Linked DNA regions of Sus scrofa: regions 1 and 2 are each linked to region 3. Evidence: chromatin contacts called from public Hi-C data. All regions are on one chromosome and are shown on one strand. The core of a region is the stretch at or near the end of the contact, and the rest is flanking DNA. Distances in the headings are between cores, read along the strand shown. Region 1 overlaps PDE4D (cAMP-specific 3',5'-cyclic phosphodiesterase 4D). Region 2 overlaps DEPDC1B (DEP domain-containing protein 1B). Region 3 overlaps PDE4D (cAMP-specific 3',5'-cyclic phosphodiesterase 4D).

The links. Hi-C and Micro-C count contacts between places; a contact is called where the count stands out from the background.
Region 1: a contact with region 3 is called in a Hi-C map of liver, with 2.8 times the contacts expected there. The contact joins two enhancer-like sites. A contact is called at or near these places in 1 of 5 promoter capture datasets (liver) and 5 of 47 Hi-C or Micro-C datasets (liver and skeletal muscle).
Region 2: a Hi-C map of fetal heart ventricle shows a contact between it and region 3, with 2.5 times the contacts expected there. The contact joins two enhancer-like sites. A contact is called at or near these places in 3 of 47 Hi-C or Micro-C datasets (fetal heart ventricle, heart right ventricle and liver) and 1 of 2 datasets of contacts at active chromatin or transcription factors (skeletal muscle).

The regions. Positions count from the first base shown.
Region 1 is chr16:39,298,070-39,300,819 of Sscrofa11.1, reverse strand. All of the region lies in intron 3 of PDE4D (cAMP-specific 3',5'-cyclic phosphodiesterase 4D), which reads left to right. Among named protein-coding and RNA genes, the nearest start is that of MIR9800, 49 kb to the right of the region's middle. Within about 2 kb of position 1,294, at least 6 of the 83 cell types and tissues checked have an H3K27ac peak or open chromatin away from gene starts, as enhancers often do. A contact at or near this core is called in liver, where this site is marked.
Region 2 is chr16:39,468,155-39,470,902 of Sscrofa11.1, reverse strand. It overlaps DEPDC1B (DEP domain-containing protein 1B), which reads left to right. Exons shown (of 11, transcript XM_003133987.6): 10 at 1,760-1,945. Among named protein-coding and RNA genes, the nearest start is that of PDE4D, 63 kb to the right of the region's middle. Within about 2 kb of position 1,407, at least 4 of the 83 cell types and tissues checked have an H3K27ac peak or open chromatin away from gene starts, as enhancers often do.
Region 3 is chr16:39,393,814-39,396,705 of Sscrofa11.1, reverse strand. PDE4D (cAMP-specific 3',5'-cyclic phosphodiesterase 4D) reads left to right here. Exons shown (of 19, transcript XM_021076868.1): 3 at 220-310. Among named protein-coding and RNA genes, the nearest start is that of PDE4D, 11 kb to the left of the region's middle. Within about 2 kb of position 1,380, at least 20 of the 83 cell types and tissues checked have an H3K27ac peak or open chromatin away from gene starts, as enhancers often do. A contact at or near this core is called in liver, where this site is marked.

The sequences.
Region 1 (2,750 bases), core at 45-2,544, 96 kb after region 3:
GGTAGTATGATAATTTTAACAATATTGATTCTTCTGATCCAAGAACATGTTATATCTTTCCATATGTTTGTCATCTTCAGTTTCTTTCATCAGTGTCTTATGGTTTTTGGGGTACAGGTCTTTTGCCTCTTTAGGTAGGTTTATTCCTAGATACTTTGTTCTTGTTGATGTGCTGGTACATGGGAATATTTCCTTAATTTCTCTTTGTGCTAGTTTGTTATTAGTGTATAGAAATACAAGAAATTTCTGTATATTTTTTATCCTGCTACTTTACCAAATTCATTGATGAGCTCTAGCAGTTTTCTGGTAGCATCTTTGGGATTGTTTATGTATAGTATCATGTCATCTGCAAATAGTAACAGTTTCACTTCTTCTTTTCCAATTTGGATTCCTTTTATTTTTTTCTTCTCTGATTGCCATGACTGGGACCTCCAAAACTGCCAAATAAAAGTGGTGGTAGTGGACATCCCTTGTCTTGTTCCTGACCTTTCAGGAAAAGCTTTCAGCTTTTCATGGTTGTGTATGATGTTAGCTGTGGGTTTGTCATATATGGCTTTTATTATATTGAGGCAAGTTCCCTCTGTGCCCATTTTATGGATGATTTTTATCATAAATGGATGTTGAATTTTATCAAAAGATTTTTCTGCAACTATTGAAATGATCATGTGGTTTTTATTCAATTTTTTAATACTGTGGAGAATCACACTGATTGATTTGTGTATATTGAAGTATCCTTGTGTCCCTGGGATAATATATTACTTTTTATTAGCCATGAAGATTAAACCATTATGAGTTTTATTGCAACCTTAGAACCATTGTGACTTGAAAAAGTTAGAATTTCTAAAATTTTCTGATTCTTTGAGCAGTGAGGCAGTCAGTAGCTCATTTCTCATTCTCTGTGGTCTTGGTTCAAATATCAGTTCCTTCATTTATTAGCTGCAAAATTGTCCTGAGGCAAATTATTGCACTTGCTGAACTCAAGTGTTCTCATATGTAAAATGAGAGTAATAATACTAACTACATCATGTGATTGGTGAGAAGATTAAATGGATCCATATTGGAAAAAACAGTAAGAACATTGCCTTTCCCATGGTAAGTGCCTTGTGTTTTTAAATAATCACATATATAGTTGGGATGCTCACTGCCATTGCATTACCAGGAAGCCTGGACCAAGAATGGTGAGGCAACACTTGCAGTGGTCAATTATTTAAACCTTTGGTGGCTCTGTCACTTGGGGGCTGTGTCAGTTTCATCAGCTTGTTTAAACTTCCCCTTGTAAAATGGGGAAGAGATTCTTAGTGACAGCTTCTAATGGTGGTTCTGAGGATTGAATGAGATGGTATGTATAAAGCACTTGTGATGAGTCACAGATTTAGCTCCTAACACATCTGGATGGGCAGAGAACATATAGCTCCTTAATTTTGGTTTTCACTAATGTGGTCTTCCTCTTCAGCAAACTCTTGCTGATTCGAAGAGAAATTAACTGAATGTCCAGGTTGTTTTTGATCTTAGTCTGCTGTATGGATTTTAGATAAAGCTCTGCCTCTAGGGAAAAGTACCCAGACTTTGAAATCTCTGTCTTCCAGCCTTTGCAAGTCTCCTCTCCAAGATGAGATGTGAGTGTGTGCTGCTGAGGCAGTCTTGGTGGAAGGGAGAGTCCAGAGCTTTAGGCATGTGGTTCACTCCCATGTGCCATGTGGCTTCTTGCCATTCTTGGCTGAGACTTGAGCTGGTATAACGTGGACTCAGGAATCTTTGGGGTTGATTAGGGTCTGGCAGTCTCCTGGCTTGCCTTGCATCATCTCATTCTCAGTGGTATCACAGGCTTTCTGAATCCCTGCCTCCCTTCAGGAACAGAGGCTGGATGCCCCTGGGTGGACTCTCCACACCTAGCCTTTGAGAAGCACCACCTCTTTCCTCCCCAGGCTGGCATACTGGCTGCCAGCTCAGCTACTTTCTGATTCCCCTCTTCCCCTCGACCCCTTAGGGAGCTGTGAACCCTCTGGGTTCCAGCCCTACAACAATGGTTCCCACAGGTAACCAAGAGGTGCTCAGGAAAGCTACATTCCATGTGGTCTCTCTGCCTAACCACCTCCTTATGGACTTTGGAACAGAGCAAGCTGAGAGGTCATGTCTTCCTAGAGTCCTAAACAGGAGGTGGGTCAGGCTTTCCCAGACCTCCCTGATATTCCTTCAGATACTCTCTAACCACTTGGCTCTTTCCCCTGCTTTTTCTCCTCTCAGGGCCCCTGGGATGAGGATGAAGATGAGGTTTCTCCACACTCTGCTGCGTTAGGTCTTCACTTCACTGTGGGAGAATTCTTCAAGTTCGTGATACAGGCATTTAGAAATTCTTTCTCAGGACAATACACTAGTAAGCCTTGCACAAAGGCACATTTTGAATGTGAGATACTGAGTATTAGCTCCCACTTCTTTCTGTCCTAGGACACTTTTAACTTGAAAGGCAAGGAAATAGCAGCAGTATTTTCCAAAATATTAATCCAAAGTAAGCACATAATCAGTATAAACTTTACTTTGATGACGATGATCATTAAGTAACTATTAGCACAGTGTCATTGCTATTTGGTTTGCTTTTACCCTTGGATGGCTCATGAGTTCAGAGATCGCACACTTGGCATCATGACACATGTGTGCTCTACCTCTCATGGCTCTTACCTCCTCTTTTTTTTTTTTTTTTTCAGCCACACCATGGAAGTTCCCAGGCCAGGGACAGAATCCAAGCCACAACT
Region 2 (2,748 bases), core at 158-2,657, 74 kb before region 3:
CTTTATACCCTTGCCTACTTTTATTATTAGTGTGCATATCTTTGCCATTTTATTTTTATTATTTATTTAATTTTTTTGGCCATGCCTATGGCATGCAGAAATTCCCAGGTCAGGAATTAAACCTGCACCACAGTAGTGACACACTCTCCATAGCAGTAACAGCTTAACTGCCCTTTGCCATTTTAATGGGTATAAAGTGTAATCTTACTGTTGTTTTAGTTTAACTCCCTACCTTCCCCTGATATTTTATGAGCCAAACTTAAAACATTAAAAAAAACCACTAAATTTCTTCAAGGAGAGGTGATAATGGTGAGTCCATTGGTCTGTGTCTTTGCCAGGCTTGTGTATTCACATGGCACAGGCATCCGTTGCAGACACTTGGCTCTGTGAGCCCCTTACTGTTGGTTGAATATCAGAAGGCTGAGCTCATATGATGGATTTAACTGCAGAGCAGTACAATCTTATGAACAGGCACTGCCATAGCCCTGAATAAAATCTCTAACTACCCAATTGTCCAGTTACATTTTTTTCTTAGAAATACATACTCAGTAGAATTGCCAAACGCTTGTTTGTTTTAGCGCCTGGAGCCTTGCACAGGCTGCTGAGCCCCTTCATCATATCACATTTAGGGTGATGCCTCTCTAAAAAAGAAGTGTTACTTGAACTGTTGTGGTGAGTTGTTTGGGGGCAGTTCCAGGGCTGATCCTGGATTAGATAAACAGTGAGGTTGGCATTGTTTTGACACCAATCTTCTATTGACCTTGTCTGCGACCCCCTTCTTCCTCTTGTGCTCTTTAATCATAGGTATCCAGTGGTTTTCTCTTGCCCTAGTTCGGACTCTTAGTTTTTACCTGGGCCTCATCCTTTATTCTGGCCCTTTTCAGCTTTTTCCAGATTTCCTAATTCAAATGAAAAAGAAAGGGTTGTGTGTGTTCCCCTTTAACTCATGGTTCTGGTCTATCTCCCTTAGGTTATCTCTAAATGACTGGGTACACTGTTGTTGATGCATGGAATGTACTTCATGTAATAACCCTTCTTGGCACCATATTTATTTTTAACTGTGGCTTCTGGAAAAAGAAACGTAAACCAAAGACATGAATGTAATGGTAGGAATTTTACCCACTGCAGAAGAACAGTAGATGCTGCATTTCTGAGAAGATGAGTCTTCTGAAAAGGGCTCTGACAGTCCTTTTTGGTCTCTGAAATTAAATATTTCTAATGGATGCCTTTATTTACAAATCTCGGTATCTTTTTCCCTCTTATTTCTCCCTTCTCCTTTTCGTCCTACACATTGTCTGCACATTTGTTTTCAGTTGTTTTACACTATTAACATGTGTGGAGATGGGTGCAGTATTTCCTTCTGCATGGGAGCTGAGCTAAATCTGTGCCTCTTTCTATCCCCAAGGGAGGGAGGATCAGACTCTCCAGATGTGAAGGAACCTCCATAGTTTCATAGTGTGTGTTTGCACTCACTTGAGTCGACATACTTAGTTTATGTGTAAATTTCAGATCTTATTAGAAGAGAATGCAAGGATTTTTGTTTATGAAAATTGCTTTGGGGTTAAAAAAATTAAACACTCATATTTAAAACTGTGACTTTACATTTTTTTTTTCTTTTATGAAGTTATGGAAACACTTTTCCTTGTCAGTATAGAGTTTTTCCCAATCAAGTTGAATGTCATAGTGTTTCTCCCGGGAGATATACTATATGATCTGAACTGGTAAACATGCACTTTCACTAATAATCCCTTTGCCTCAGATAAAATACCCAGGAGCTGATATGGATATCACTTTATCGGCTCCATCATTTTGCCGCCAAATTAGCCCAGAGGAATTTGAATACCAAAGAGCATACGGCTCTCAGGAACCCCTGGCTGCCTTGTTGGAGGAAGTCATCACAGATGCCAAACTCTCCAGCAAAGAAAAGAAGAAAAAATTGAAGCAGGTAAAAAGCATATTTATAAGTCATTTCTTCTCCCTACTGTTCTTATGTTATTTTTCCCTTTTTATTCTCTATTTTAATAGATTTCATATGAATCTCATCTTCTGAGACATAGCAGTTTTGAAAGTAAATTACTTAATTCATTAATTGACACAACTGTGGTCTGTTTTCCAGATCTTTATTCTCTGATGTAGATCTTTTACCATTATTGAACTCTTCATTTGTGAAGCCATTCTCTAATATTTGTCCTTGGTTTTGATATGTGATAGGACGTGAGTTAGTGGAGTAATTACTTCAAATGCAGGGAAACTATCAAATGAGGATGGTTTCTTTTGATTTTTTTGAAAGGCATGTCATACTGAATTCACACATGTAAAATGTCCAGAATTTAAAATGCTTTGGTTTTAGATATCAATATCAAATTGGTTTCTTGCCTGAGACATCACTAGAAGTTTTTATTTCCTATTAGGCAACATGGACTAGGGTTTCAAAGACTAGTTTCCAACTCAGAATTGGTTTACCTTGATCATTTTGAAAGTATTCTTTTAAGAGCTAGTGAATGGTGTTTCTATTTAAAGACTGAATCCTGCATAACTTGATTTCTGATCATATCATATTTATGTATAAGATTATACACAATTCTAGATTCCCATAATATTTTTCTCATAGTAATTTTGGAGAAGAGTTCAGTGGTGTGGATCAAAGGAAAAACATACTGCTTCTTTGTAAGCTTTTCAAAAAGAAATGTATACCAGCATCTTTTCTCTTCTACTTGGGCAGAAGCAGGTGGGGCTGAGCTAGAGAAG
Region 3 (2,892 bases), core at 131-2,630:
ATCCAGCCCTGATTTCCTCCTTCATTAAGGAAGAAAGCAGATGGATCCTTCCTTTTTCCTTTCCCGAGTAGGATGTCTTTTGTACACAATGGGCACGTGACCTCCTTTCACCAAGGAGGTTTACACCTCAGGGTAGTTCTCTTCCATAACAAATGCAGTTATTCACATTTGAGGAGTTAGGAAAATCACTTTCTGTTGACTTCCTGTTTTCTATTTCAGGCCTCCAAGCAGAACTTGCCATTTGAGTGGGGCCAAGCAGGAAACACAAAGCTGGAATTTTCTCCCGAAGTTAATCTGCCAAGGAGCTAAAGTAAGTTCGTGGTCTGAGGTGTTTGCCTCACCCCAGTCTTGAAGTTTGTCCTTCAGCTGCGCTTGTCTTCCTGCTATAGGGGGTGAAATGAGGAAAGCTTCTGGTCTTTTCTTGTGGGTTGGTCCCAAAGCTTTAGTGCACCCAGGGGGTCAAAACACGCTGCTCAGTCTGAGCTCTTGGCTAGATTGGGAGAGTGAAGAAGCTTCTCTCTTTGACAGTTCCCTAAGAATATCGTACTTTGGATTATCTTATTCAGGTTTCCTGTCTGAACATTTTATTTTACCTCTAGTGTGAAAGAATGAGGCTGAACTTTTCAGTTTTTTTTCCTCCTCCCCTCTCTCCTTCTTTCTCTGTTTATAATTCAAAGTTTTGTTCCCTTTTATTATCTCACGGCTTCCTTCATAGCACCCTGTGAGGTGGCTATTATATCCCCATTTTACAGAGGGAGAGACTGAGGTTTCAGTGAATTGTAGCAACTTGGCTAAAGTCACTCAGTTCATAACAGTGCTGGAACGGAACCCTGAGTCTTTTATCTTCAGGTCTCTCATGCTCTTCCCCCAAACCACATTACTTCTCTGGTGGCAGTTGTAGAGTGCAGGATGCTGACCAAAAGGAGAGGAAGTGGTGGCTGAGCTAGGAAAGCCTGAACAGATCTCATCAACCAGGGAATCGTGACCCTGATTAATAAAACAAAAAATGTTGACTAATTGCCAAGCATATGGGACTTGGGTACTCCTTTTGTGTTAGAGACTCTAGGATGGTGTGATGCGTCATTGCAAGAGAGGAGAATAACTAAAAATGTCAGGTGTGGGCCTAGTGGTGCATCACATCTTGTATTCAGGTGATGAGAGTTTTCCTGTTGGTTGTTGGGCTGAGGATGGTAGTAAGAAGACACTATGCTGTTCCCTGTTCCCCAGGTATTGGCAAGGTGGATGGGGGTGGGGAATCAATTGAGAATTGGGGGCTGATGATGAGTATCTGGACTTTAATAATGCATCAGGCCTGGAGGTAGGAAAAGGGCTTGGAAATTGTAGCTGCTCAGATGAAGCTGGTGAGGGAGCTCTGCTTCTTAGGATGGAGTGAGAATTAGGATAGGAGAGCAAGTGGGGCCTGTGGAAGATGTATTGGACTGTACACTGTGCCTGGCATGTTTCTCGAATGGCTCTGCTCCACCAGGCCTCTGGGAGGGTTCCTTTGATTTCAGAGGAGTCCTCAGGACTATTCAGGTGACCATGTTGTCTCGATAGATAGTAAATGGAAGGGACCTCTGTTCCAGGGCTGGTAAGTGTTTTCCTGACGCAGACTGTGACAGTGCCCTCTCTTCTTGTGTCAAGCCCCTCCCTCCTCAGCCCCAGAGCAGAAGTGGCCAGGAGGGTGGTGTGCTGGGTGCTGGCCTGTGGCCACTGCCCACACTGCTGTGGGATCCTGACCACTATCTTTCTGGGCCGACAGATGACAGAGTGTGAAGGAGAGCAGCCAAATATTGCGGCAATGAGGGATTGGCAAACATGGGCCTTGTCAGCAGAAATCTCACTGGAGAAAGATGCTGAGCGAGGAGGATTTTGAGATTTGAGAAGGCATCTTAGAAGTCTCAGTCCTGGAGTTCCAGTTGTGGCTCAGTGGTAATAAATCTGACTAGTATTCATGAGGATGCGGGTTCGATCCCTGGCCTTGCTCAGTGGGTTAAGGATCCAGCATTACCATGAGCTGTGGTGTACATCGCAGACTTGGCTTGGATCCTGCAATGCTGTGGCTGTGGCGTAGGCTCACAGCTGTAGCTCCATTTTGACCCCTAGCCCAGGAACTTCCATATACCTGCAGTACGGCCCTAAAAACCATGAAAAGTAAAAAAGAGGTACTCTCAGTCCTAACAAAACATCACCAATATGATCCAGGGGAGGGTAAATAGTCTATGGGACTGGCTGACAGAGATGGGGTGGGATGAGACGCAGGAGTGAGGTAGAGGATAAAGGAGGTGATAAAGAATATTGTTTTGCAGTTGACCAGAGGCTGTCTGGTTGGTGGCCACAGGCCTTCAGAGAGGGCAGCCATGCAGTCTGTTCTTAAGAAGCCTGTAACAGAATTTTTGTAAATGGAATTCTGTTCTGAAGACCTGAGGGAATATCACCCCTTTAAAAGAACCTCATGGGAAGGGAATTGCTTTCAAAAAGCTAGAGAATGGGGAGTAGACACTCAAGATTTGGTTTTGAATCTCTGGACTGGAATGCATTTCCTCAAAGGAGGAGTCACATTTTGCCCTTTCACCAGGAGGGGAAGGTTATTCTCTTACATATATGGAATGCAGAGTTCTTAACTGAGCAGCATAAGTCATTATTTCCCAGCTGCTTTTACTTTTGATGTACCAGAAGCTGGGGGAAACCATTTCATTAAATAGAATTTAAACAACAGGAAAAAGTTATTTTCTTTGCGGATCAGTGCTTTTTCCAGGACAGGCCTCCTCCAACAGCACTTTGAGAGATAGTTACCCAAGGACGATCCTTACCAGCAGAGACACTCAACCTCTGAGTCCGGCTTTTGGAAAATGAGTGTTTATTATTTTTTTTTCGAAATAGGACACTGAG